2 separate regions of the Sus scrofa genome follow, and region 1 is linked to region 2. Evidence: chromatin contacts called from public Hi-C data. All regions are on one chromosome and are shown on one strand. The core of a region is the stretch at or near the end of the contact, and the rest is flanking DNA. Distances in the headings are between cores, read along the strand shown. Region 1 has its middle 20 kb from the start of AKR1E2. Region 2 overlaps PFKFB3 (6-phosphofructo-2-kinase/fructose-2,6-bisphosphatase 3).

The links. Hi-C and Micro-C count contacts between places; a contact is called where the count stands out from the background.
Region 1: a Hi-C map of retroperitoneal adipose tissue shows a contact between it and region 2, with 10 times the contacts expected there. The contact joins two enhancer-like sites. A contact is called at or near these places in 2 of 47 Hi-C or Micro-C datasets (liver and retroperitoneal adipose tissue).

What each region holds. Positions count from the first base shown.
Region 1 is chr10:65,709,978-65,716,083 of Sscrofa11.1, forward strand. No RefSeq gene overlaps it. Among named protein-coding and RNA genes, the nearest start is that of AKR1E2, 20 kb to the left of the region's middle. Within about 2 kb of position 3,139, at least 1 of the 83 cell types and tissues checked has an H3K27ac peak or open chromatin away from gene starts, as enhancers often do. A contact at or near this core is called in retroperitoneal adipose tissue, where this site is marked.
Region 2 is chr10:64,836,011-64,842,211 of Sscrofa11.1, forward strand. All of the region lies in intron 1 of PFKFB3 (6-phosphofructo-2-kinase/fructose-2,6-bisphosphatase 3), which reads right to left. Among named protein-coding and RNA genes, the nearest start is that of PFKFB3, 20 kb to the right of the region's middle. Within about 2 kb of position 2,076, at least 67 of the 83 cell types and tissues checked have an H3K27ac peak or open chromatin away from gene starts, as enhancers often do. A contact at or near this core is called in retroperitoneal adipose tissue, where this site is marked.

The DNA.
Region 1 (6,106 bases), core at 1,889-4,388, 880 kb after region 2:
CTGTTAAAAAATATAAGCAAGTGGAACCCAGCAATATGTAAAAATGGCAAAATGTGGGGTTTATTCTGGAAATGGAAGGCCGGTTTAATATTCAGAAATCAATGTAATTTGCCATAAAAATAGATTAAAGAAGGAAAAGCATACGGTCATTATCTGCAGAAAATATATTTGACATAGTTCAATTTTATTCACTCAGTAAAAGAAATCTACCTCAACCTGATGAAATAGATCTATAAAATACCTACAGCTCACATATATTTATTAGCAAAAGTCTAAAAGCTCTCTTCCAAAAATCAGGAATGGGACAGTAATGATGTTCCCATAACTACTTCTATCGGCCATTCTGGGTAGTGCCATGTGGAAGACAAAAAAATAAAAGGAATACAGCCTGCAAAAGAAAAGTGAAACTCTCTATTCACAGCTTAACCCACTAAGCAGAAAATCCCAAAGGAATGTACAGAATAAGCTACTAGAACAAACACATGAATAATACAGCAAATCAATATTTAAAAAGCAACAGCATGCCTACGTGATAGCAATGAACAATTGTTGAAATTTAAAAGTAGACCATTTTCAGTAGCACCATAAAACATGAAATACTTAAGTTTCCATCTAACGATGTGGGCCTGATCTGTATGTCAAAACCACAAAACACTTACGAGTGAAACACTGAAAGGAAACTTTCTAAAACACAGAGGTTTGATCTGTTCGGAAAAGAGGAAACTGAATAGGTGATCACGCCAATTCTCCCCAAATCAATATAGAAACTTAGCACAATCTGAGTCAAAATCACACGGGATTTTTCATAAGAATTGGCAAGATATTTCTAAAACTTTAATGGCAATTCGAAGGAACTGAATAGCCCAAACCATTTTGGAAAAGGAGAGAAAAATTTGGAGGGCTGACAATTCCAGGCTCCAAACCTTCTGATAAGGTTTCAGTAGACAGTGTGTTATCAGCTAAAGGATGGACTCATGAATCAGAGGAACTGAGAAGAATACAGAAATGGACCTGCTAAATATTGCAAATTGATTGATTTTCTGCAAAGTAGCAAAGGTAATTTCATCCAAGAATAGTCTCAATAGATGGTTCTGGGGGCATCCATGCACAAAAACAGTGATCTTTGGCCCACACTTTGCAATGTATGCACGAGTTAACTCAAAATGCATCTTAGACCTAAATGTTACAACGCATCAAATGTCAGGAGTTCCTGTGTGGTCAGTGGGTTAAGAACCCAACATAGTGTCCATGAGGATGCAGGTTCAATCCCTGGCTTCACTTGGTGGGTCAAGGATTCAGCATTGCCACCAGCTGCAGCACAGCTCACAGATGAGGCTTGATTCTGGTGTTGCTGTGGCTGTGGTGTAGGCAGGCACCTGCAGCTCCAATTGGACCCCCAGCCTGGGAACTCCCATGTGCTGCAGGTGCGGCCCTCAATAGAAAAAGAATTCTAGGAGTAAAAAAAGGAGAAAAACGTTGTGACCTTGAGTTTAGGAGAGATTTCTTGGATGGAACACCAAGAGAACACCCTTCAACGAAGAAGCAGAAAAAAACTCCCGAGTTTTTTCTGAAAGGCACTGTTAAGGAAAAGACAAGCCATAAACTAAGAGAAACTTATATAGAAACGTATTTAATAAGTCTTTAGAATTCAGAATATAGAACTATTTTCAAAATCCAGTGGTGAAAGAGCAGAAGCAGGTAAAAACGAGGCAAAAGATTTGAACAGACACTTCACCAAATAAGATATATGAATAGCAAACAAGCACATGAAAAGATGCTCAAGATCTTTAAGGATGAGAGAAATTCAGATTAAACCACAACGAATTACCACAACATAGGCACAACAACAATAAAAACCAGAACTGAGGCATTCCCATCGTGGCTCAGTGGTTAACAAATCCAACTATAGGAACCATGAGATCAAACCATGCAGGTTTGATCCTTGGCCTTGCTCAGTGAGTTAAAGATCCGGCGTTGCCGTGAGCTGTGGTGTAGGTTGCAGGCGTGGCTCGGATCCTGCGTTGCTGTGGCTGTGGCCTAGGCCGGTGGCTACAGCTCAGATTCAACCCCTAGCCTGGGTTCCCAGACCTCCATTTGCAGTGGGAGTGGCCCAAGAAATGGCAAAAAGACTAAAAAAAAAAAAAAAAAAAAAACAAAGAACCAGAACTGAGCAAATGAAACTCTCATCCACACTGCTGCTTGGGAATGCAAATCGTTCCTTCTGGCTGTATTTGTAACTCCTCAAACTTGAAACACATAAAGGGACATTCTTAGCATCGTCACAGTTATCCACTATTCATCTTTAGTTTACTAGGGATCCCTTAACAATAAACACATAACAAATAATGACCAAAAAGGATTTTGAACGTTATAAACTGAGGTTATCAGATTCTGAGGATTAACAATAATGAACATGTCGGCACATTTTTTTTCCACCTCTGCCCCATCTCATCCTTTTAAAAATCAAAATTTATGTTAATCCAGGTACTTGATTCCTTCAGCACAACCTCACGTGATAAACTCCAGGAAAACTTTAAAACACTTACAAAGAGCATGATTGCAGTTCTTGCGTGCTCTTTCAGCAGAGCTAAATTCAGCACATAATTATTTTCTTTAAAAATTCAGTTGGCTCAACATATTTTCAAAGGAGGAAATTCCGAGGCTTTGAAAAACACATCTGTGTTACAGAGAACATATTTTCTAAGCAGGAAAAGTCTATCTGACTCTGCAAAATATCACATTTTCAATCGCATGTTTTGGAGTTATCTCTGTCCAAAGGCTTTTTTTTCCCCTTCAGTCTGAATGATTTAGAAATGTGGGCAAGTCATGGTTGTGTCAGAAGCTTAGCCAAACAATCATGAAAACTGAACGCGAAATTCAATGATTTTCTTAGAGCAACATTTTCTCGTGCTTTTTAAAGTAAGCCCTGCGTTTGCAGGGTGTTGAGGATTTGAGCTGCAGATGACCGTGTCTTTTCAAACAGGAAGTGAGAGCTTCTGCCAGGGCTCCTTAAAGATACGCTTGATAATTATTGTTAGATCATAAGATGAAAGAGGCAGGAGGGCCAAGACTTCCAGCGAGTTCTATTGACCAACAGACAGGCCAGGAGCGCTGAGAGAGAACGCAGCCTCCCCGCTGCTTTGGGAGCAGTTAGTTATATAGGAAATGGGGTAGCTTCTATTTCTAGCCCAGCTTTGTTCTTGGGCTAGGTCAGTATTCAAGGGTTAGGGGGAGCCAATCTCTTAGGAAGGTGGATAGTGGTTTAGGGGTGGGGGGAAGTTGTAAAGAAACATCCCGTGACAGGTGACTTTAGCTGGTCTCCAAGGCAGCCCACGGGTAGGGGAGGGATCAGCCTTCTAGATTGTAAGTCTGATTAGAGTTTGGGTGTCGCCTAGCAAGTCAGGTCCGATGGCCCCCCTAAGAATTATGTCTCTATTTTTTTGAGGTCAAAGGACAACTGGTCTTTTTACATATGTATTGATCTCTATATCTCATTAAAAATCCACAATAATGTGAAAACGAATAAAAACATTGGGTGAATGTTAAGGGCATTTTACGCTAAGTGAGGCTCATTCTTAAAACCATTGCCGATTCTCAGGCCAAAAAGAGCTGTGATTTGTTTGTTGCTGTTTGTTGGTTATGCTGGGCTTTTTTGTTTGTTCGTTTATCCTATTAAGCTTCCAAGTTGTACTAGATGACATCTGAGAAGCTGCACTAAGATTTTGAATATCACTCTTTTAATTACAGGTAAAGCACCATTTCGGGGTTTTTGTTGCTTTTGTTGAAATTTAGTTAGCGTACAATTACTCTGTGGTTAAAGGATGCTGTTTTGCACTATTTGTAGCTGGAGATGCAGGAGAACTCCCTGAGCTATGGCTACTTCCACACAGGATTGGAGGTAATTAACTCTCTGTGGCTGCTACTACCATTGACTCTATCTTTCTTTTCCTGGTGGCTCTTCTCCCAAACCTGTACAGCCCTCCCTCTGCAGCCTCCCCCTTCGCCATAAGCCCTTAAAAATAACCATAATATGAGAACATCCGTCTGAGATAGGATTATAACCGCCTTTGGGGGCTAACAACTCGAGGCATTGAAAGGCTGGGCTAATTACCCCAAGTCACAGAGCCCGTGAGTGATGGAGATGGGACTGGGCCTCAGACCATCTGACTCCAGAATCTGGGTGCCGGTCTGTACAAGACACCTCCAGATTTTCCCAAGTGATTCATCATGAAACCTCACCCCAGAGATGTTCACGAACTGCTGTGAGTTTCCCGTTACTGAAAAAAAAAAAAAAAAAAAAAGTTAGGGCATCTTAATTTTCCTTGACAAGAGCTAACACATCCCACTCCAATCCAGCCAAAATGCTTCCCTGTCACAGAGTTTTTGTGAACATTTTGGAGTCTAGCTTTGGTTCAATTTTTTTCTTTTCTTTTTTTTTTTGTTGCTGCACCTGTGGCATGTGGAAGTTCCCAGGCCAGGAATCGAATCCACGCTCCAGCAGCGACCCAAGCTGCTGCAGTGCCAATGCTGATCCTTAACCAGTTGTGCCACCAAGGAACTGCCATCAAATTATTCTTTTGTCTTGAGTTTGCTCTTCCTGCTTGGCCTAATTACATGACCATTTTTCTTCAGAACTTAATGAAGGATCAGCCTTTCCTCCATTCCATCTCCCTAGTATTCCTCTCACCAAAAATCACATCTTCTGACCTCTTAAGAGCACGTTATCCCACTGACTTCAAGGAATCAAATAAAAGCTGCATGGATTGTCATCTACCAGCAAAAGCACAGTGCCGGGTGCATTCAGAACTGTAAGCTGGTGTGAAACAGGGTTCTTGCACTTGGTGAATTCATATATATGGAATTATATTATAACATATATAATTATATATATATATGGAATTGATATATGTGTGAATTTTTTTTTCCTGTCTTTTTAGGACCACACCGTGTCATACGGAGGTTCCCAGGCTAGGGGTCAAATCAGAGCTACAGCTGCCGGCCTACACCACAGCCGCAGCAATGCAGGATCCAAGCCATGTCTGCTACAGCTCATGGCAACAATAGATCCTTAACCCACTGAGCGAGGCCAGGGATCGAACCCGCAACCTCATGGCTCCTAGTTGTGCCACGACGGGAACTCCATAAGTGTGAATTTTTAAAAATAGTTTTTAAAACCACAACTGCGAATGCTCAGATGCTACCAAAGGAGCTGGCCCTACAGACATGAATTAGGACGACAGTATCCATAAAGGCATGAAGAAGAGCAGTAACTTGTGTCTGACCTGCGCAGGAGGCTTCATGGAGGCGAGAGATGAAGCTGTAAAAATAAATCTCGCATTCCTTTGGGGCCAAAGTGGAATCTAGGAATGGAAAGGGTGGATTAAAGCCACATAGACGGTGCTTTGAGTTCTCAGTGACTGCGCTCACCTCAAGTTCTCAGACTGTGCTCTGATAGGGACGGAGTTGGCGCAGGTGGCTGGGGACGTCCCAACAAAGGATCGTAGCGAGAGAGGGAAACCTAGGGGATGTTGGGAGGTCACAGTAAGGTAATAAACTGCCCCCAAAGCCATCAGCACAAGGCAGCCTTGCCCGACTAGACTAGTGGAGGCATGAGAATTGCCTCAGGTTGTTGGGTGGGGGGTGGGATGAGGCCTGGATTCAGATTCAGACCAAGGGCGGGAGTTTGAGGACCATCCTTCTGCTGATTTGCATACACACCTTACCAGATACCAAGGAGGAGCTGCTACTCCCAGAAAGGAAGAGGTGGGCCTTTCCAATCCCCACTCCCCTTGGATGATAAAACCCTAGCCCACCAGATCCTGGGGCAGAGCTTCCATGCCCGCCCACTTGCATCTCTCAGAAGCGTCCAATCCTAATGAATCTATTTCTTGCCTATCACTTTGTCTCTCGCTGATCCTTCTGCGAGGAGGCATGAAGAACCTGAACCTCAGTGAGCGATTCTAATTTAAAACCATGGGTTCAAGTCCTAACCTGGGTTTAGGCTGGGTTCGAGAACAGTGTGTGTTCCAGCTAGGTTCAGGCTGTTAGTGCTTTCAGTTTCCCTTTTGAACCTAGCAAGGGAACGATTATTTTGGAAATATTGTGC
Region 2 (6,201 bases), core at 826-3,325:
CCCAGCAGGTGCCTCCCCCTGAGTTTTAGGGTGCAGCCTGGCAGGCTGGTGTGCACTCAGGTCAGAGTCACTCGCTCCCCCAGCCCCCAGCTCCTCCCTGGTTGCTCCCACTAACAGCCAGGTCTAAGCACATGGAGTAGATAAGAGAGTGGCAGATGTGACAAAAGTAACAGGGATGGAGTGGGCACAGGTAGTCGTAGAGGTCCTGATGTGGAACTTATTAAGGGACTTTGGGACATCACTGTAAGTTAATAAATTGCTCAAAAAAGCCCTCCGCACAAGGCAGGCTTGCTTGACTAGTGGAGGCGCGAGAACGGCCTCAGGTCGTGGGTGGGGGATGGGCTGAGGCCTGGATTCAGACTCAGACCAAGGGCGGGAGTTTGAGGACCACCCTGTGCGGATCTGCATACACACCTTACAGAGACCAAGGAGGAGCTGCTACTCCCAGAAAGGAAGAGGCGGGCCTTTCCGACCCCCAGGCCCCTTGAAGGATAAAGCTGTAGCCCACCAGATCCTCAGGGCAGAGCTTCCGTGCCTGCCCGCTGGCATCTCTCACAAGCGTCCTACCCTAATAATCTATTTCTTGCCCATCACTTCGTCTCTCGCTGAATCCTTCTGCGAGGGGACAGGAGGGACCTGAACTCAGTGAGTCCAGACACGGGGTGAGCGATTCTAATTTAAAACTGTGGGTTTGGAGTTCCCGGCGAGGTGCAGTGGTTAACGAATCCGACTAGGAACCATGAGGTTGCGGGTTCGGTCCCTGCCCTTGCTCAGTGGGTCAAGGTTCCGGCGTTGCCGTGAGCTGTGATGTAGGTCACAGATGCGGCTCGGATCCCGCGTTGCTGTGGCTCTGGCGTAGGCTGGTGGCTACAGCTCCGATTCGACCCCTAGCCTGGGAACCTCCATATGCCGCGGGAGCGGCCCAAGAAATGGCAAAAAGAAAAAAAAAAAAAAAAAAAAAAAACAACAAAAAACAAAACTGTGGGTTTAAGTCCCAATCTGTGTCCTGGCTGGGTTCAGACGTCTGTGCTGTCAGTTTCAAAAGGGGCAGGAAGCAGGAACAACGGTGGGGGCAGTTGGATACTGTGATCGCCTGTGTTGGACTCAAAGTGAAGACTGTTTTAACAAGTGTGGCGGGACAATGGATCAGAGGTGTGCCCCTGCTGGAAAAGCGGACTTGCTGATGAGCTGGTGAGCCACCTTCTTCTCAGGGAGCCCTGGCATCCTTGTCCAGCCCAGGACAACCTCCCCCTTCGTCCGAGGTAGAGAGTAGGTGACACAGTTAGCAGGGCCTGATGAGTCTTCTAGTTCAGGGCACCCTATCAGAGCAGAAGCTCTGTGGCACTGACATTACCCCCACTCTGCTAAGACGGATGCATCACGAAAAGGCAAAGGCTAGGGGAGCCTGGCAGATCAGGGCCTGCATCTTGGCTCCACCATTTTTCTTCTGATATGGAAACGCCTCGCTGTACCAGATTCCTGGAGAAAACTCCAACAACGTTCTTTCGTGCCCCTTCTCTGTAATTGACCTGAAATTCCCCTCTCGTAAACATCTCTGTTCTGTCCCTCTGCCCCTCAGGCAGTACGAGCCCAGTGCAATCTCTTGTTCACCTGAGAGCCCTTCACATATTTCTATCTGGGCTCAGGTGAGCCTGGGGCCTGTCCTGAGTAGGCTAAACACCCCAGTTCTTCAACCCCTCCTCACATGACGTGGTTTCCAGACCCTCCACTAGCTGAGTCACTCTCTGAAGGTTAACTCCATACCCCCTTAAGGAAGGGCCAGGCATGACCAGGATCCCGGTTCATTCTAGGCCCTGGAGGAGGGAAGCGGAGTTTCGCAGCTCGGCACCTGGGGAACCTAGGGGCCGGGAGAGCTTTCATGCAAGAGGTGCCGGCAGTTTCCGGGGTTCACTGAGCGCCCCCCCACCCACCCTCGGGATGCGTTTCCCCAGGGCGGCTGTGCGGGCTGTTTACATACTGTTAAAGGGAACATCACGTCCAGCACCAGCGGGTCTGGTACCTCTCTGCCAGGCAGGAAAAAACAACGCCAGGCACTTGCACTGTTTACCTCCGCTAGATAAAAACACAGCATGCGCTAACGCAGCCTCCCACTCTTTCGCCTGCCTCCCGGCTCCCCCTCCCTTTCAGCGGCGCGCATGCCGCCCCGCCCTGGATTCGGCGAGCCACCTGCCGGCCTATTTCCTCGGGCGGTTTGACAACCCACGGCCGCTCCCAGGCCTTCTCGGAAAAACCCCCTGGCCGGAAAGGGAAACGAGGCCGCGGGGAGGGGAAACGCGAAGCCAGCCCTGGGCGCCCGCCGGCAGCGCGGGATGCACGCCGCGCCCACGTGCAGCACCCGCGCCGCGGGGCAGGCTGGGGTGGCGCCACGTGAACGCGGCGTGCAGCGCGGTGGGGCGGGGCGGGGCGCGCGCTGACCAGCCCGTGCGCCGCGCCTGCAGCCAATCCGCGCGCCGGCCCGCCCGCCCGGCCCCGCCCCTGCCAGGCCCCGCCCTCCCTGGGCCGCCGCCGCCGCGTGTCCCGGAGTGACCTCTCCCCGGAGGCCCGGCGCAGCTGAACTCGCGCCGGACAGCAGCCCCCGGCGGGCGAGGCGGTGGCTGGCGGCTGGGGCAGGGCGGCGAGCACCTGCAGGCTCCTCCCGGGCCTCCCCGCCGGGAGACGCCGCAGAGACCCGCCCTCCGCCTGGCCCTCCTTATCCCACGACCCCGGCCACCTCCATCCCCAGAGTCAGGGGCCGGGAGGTGTGTCCTGGGCGGCGGAATAGCCGCCCCAAAATATGCCTCTTGGCATAAGGGTTATTTTGAGCTGGTTATTTTTGCGAAACTGCGGACCCGGGAGAAGCTTCGAAAACAGAGAGGCTACCCTTTTGTAAGGGAAATTTACATTAGAAAGGGAGCCTGTTCCTCACCTTAGAGACTTGGCTGTAGGGCGGGGTCGACACCACACTTTGTTAATGACACCTTTCCTCTGCCACCTCCTAGTGAATTGCTTTCCTCCCCTGGGAAGGCCCCAGACCCCTTCCCTGTGCTTAGCTCAGGAGGGTGTATAAGCCTCAGCTGCCCGGCAGCCTTTTCACGTCCCCAGATAGGGATCTTTGTGGGTTTAAGACCTAGAAGGGGAGAGGGAAAATCATCTTTCCTCTCCTTTCGGTTTGTACGAGGGAAACGTTGACATCCAGTCCACATAGGCTTTTATTCCTCCGTCTTCACTGCCCTCTGCCACCTTCTGCTTTGAGATTACCTAGGATATTACCATAACTCTTAAATAATTAAAACTAAATATTTTAAATTATGTTATACATATTTTAAATATTTACAACTAAACATTTTATAGTCGTTATAAATATTTTAAAATTATACACCAGGAGTTCCTGAAAACTAATCTAGGTTTGCTATTTCATTATTCACTCCTCTTCCTTGTATCTTATAACGGTAATTCTTTATTTCCTCTGGGCTTCCTGCTATTCTGTCAGATAACCTCCCTCATCCATGGTCCCCCTTCACTCCCAGGCCCCCACCCTGCCCGAGGCTCCAGGGTGGTAACTTTTCTGAATCTTTGCCCTCCTAAAGGTATCCATTTTACTCTCGTTTCACTGGCAGATTATATACTAAGTACAGGATTCCAAGGGGAAAATATTTCTTCATTTTCTCCTAATGTCTGCTTTTGCCGAGAGCTCAGCTGCAACACTGAGACCCCCTCACCCGTGTAGTTGACTCACTAAAAGCCACCGGTTCAGCTCAGTTCAGCTAAATCTACGTCTGCTGGGCAGTCCACCAATCTTTCTTTTTTCTTTCTTCCAACCATCCAAGTTTCAGACGCCAGGCGCTCTAGCTCAGTGCTCCAAGGACATCAGTGGGTAAACACATCACCTGTGGATCTTGGGGAACTGGGGTTCTGTTCTAGTCACGCCAGGGTGAGGCGTGGTCTGCATCTCTAACAAGCCCCCCGGTCAGGGCCATGGGGACCACGCCCTGAAGCAAGGCTGCAGCTGCCGCCTCTTCATGACACTTTGACCTCAGCTGTGATCATTCATCAGCCCTACACGTCTGACTCTGTGTCCTGTGTCCGCTGCGCACTCTGTGTCTTGATGGTTCATACATGTTACACTTGCGGTTTCTCTTCTGATGCTGGTTTTCCTCACATATTTTTTTTTCTTTTCCTTTCTCCTCCTTTTTAGGTGCTGCCTGTGGCTTATCTGCTCCTGTGACTGGGGATGAGGACAAGCCTGCTGCTCAGAGGGGCTGGCAGGCATGGGGGTTCTACACCTCGTGCCCCAAATGTTTACCTTCAAAAACCCTCCTTGTTATTTGCAAAGGCGTATACAGGCGTTGTGAAACGACTGGCAAATACAGAAAGAACATAAAGTATTTGCTAATTTTGTTTTCTCCGGACCCCCAGCTATGCAGATGTTTTTTTTTAAGGCCCCAGAAGACGTGAGATCAGCCCCCGGTTGTGCACTGGATTTATGATCGACGCACTGCCATCGCTCGTGGGGAACCAGACAGTCATCCCGAGGGACTTTGTTTTCTAAATTAATCATACCAGGAAAAAGGAGATTCAAGATTTTTTTTTTTTAAATTCCCAGAAACACCATAAATATAGCACGGGGGGAAGGAAAGGAATAGCTCTCCGGCCCTGGACAGGAAGGAGAGAGGGAAGGGTGGATTTATGATTTTTATTTGTCTTTTGAGGGCCACACCTGCAGCATAATGGAGGTTCCCAGGCTCGGGGGTGAATGGGAGCTGCAGCTGCCAGCCTACAGCACAGCCACGGCAACACAGGATCCTTTACCCGCTGAACGAGGCCAGGGATCGAATGTGTATCTTCGTGGATACTAGTCAGGTTCTTAAGCCACTGAGCCACAAAGGGCACTCCCAGAGGAGCCACTTTATAACTGACTTTGAGGAGAGCAGATTCTGCCATTTCTGTTGCGGATCAAAGAACACGGTGGACGTTGATTACGAGGAAGTTCAGTGAGTCACAGAAAAGGTCTCTTGAAACCTAGGCCTCCTTCTGGCCAGTTCTGCTGTCATTGAAGCATCTAGTGTCTCCTCTGTCGCAGGAGGCCAGCGAGGCCTGTCCTGTCCGTTTGTCCCACAGACCCTGCAGTGGTTCTCGAACTTTCAGGAGGAGGCGTCCCCTTGGTGGCTCAGGAGTAACGAACCCGACTAGGATCCATGAGGATGAGGGTTGGATCCCTGTCCTCACTCAGGGGGTTATGGACCCAGCATTGCCGTGAGCTGTGGTGTAAACTGCAGATGTGGGCTTGGGAACTTCCGTGGGCTCTGGGTACGGCCCTGAACAGACAAAATAATAACAGTTGAAATGAAAAAAATGAAAAAGAAGCATTTGCCTTGTTAGAAGGTGAGCCGTGAAGGAGCGAGGCAATGGAGACCAAACCTCGAGGCGACACCCCAAAAGAAGGCATCAGAGCTGATTTAGAGCCATCGGAGTCAGCAACACCCGAGACCTCGAGGCTGGGAGCTCCCAAGCCGGGCAGCTGCAACGCCCAGTGACTCTGGAAAAGTTGCCAACCTTCCAGGCTTCTGTTCCTTCCTCGGCAGTCAGGCTCCCCACAGTATACCTTCCCTGCTGTCGCTGTAAGGGATGGGAGGAGAGTCTAATGCAGTGTAAAACTGTAGTCAAGAATACAGACATTGGGAGTTCCCATCGTGGCGCAGTGGAAACAAATCCAACTAGGAACCATGAGGTTGCGGGTTCAATCCCTGGCCTCGCTCAGTGGGTCAAAGATCCAGTTTTGACGTGAGCTGTGGTATAGTTTGCAGAAGTGGCTCAGATCTTGTGTGGCTGTGGCTGTTGCGTAGGCCAGCAGCAACAGCTCCAATTAGACCCCTAGCCTGGGAACCTCCATAGGCTGCAGGTACAGCCCTAAAAAGACAAAATAATAATAATAATAATAAAGACATTGAATCCAGAGGAAACCACGACTCTCACAAAGATACATGCACCCCTATGTTCATTGCAGCACTATGAATAGTAGCCAAGACGTGGAAACAACCTAAATGTCCACTGGCAGAGGAGTGGATCAAGAAGATGTGATTCAGACACACAATGGAATATTACTCAGCCACAAAAAAGAATGAAATAATGGCATCTGTAGCGACATGGATGGACCGAGAAAGTATCATACTAAGTGAGAAAAGTCAGACAATGAGAGGCAAA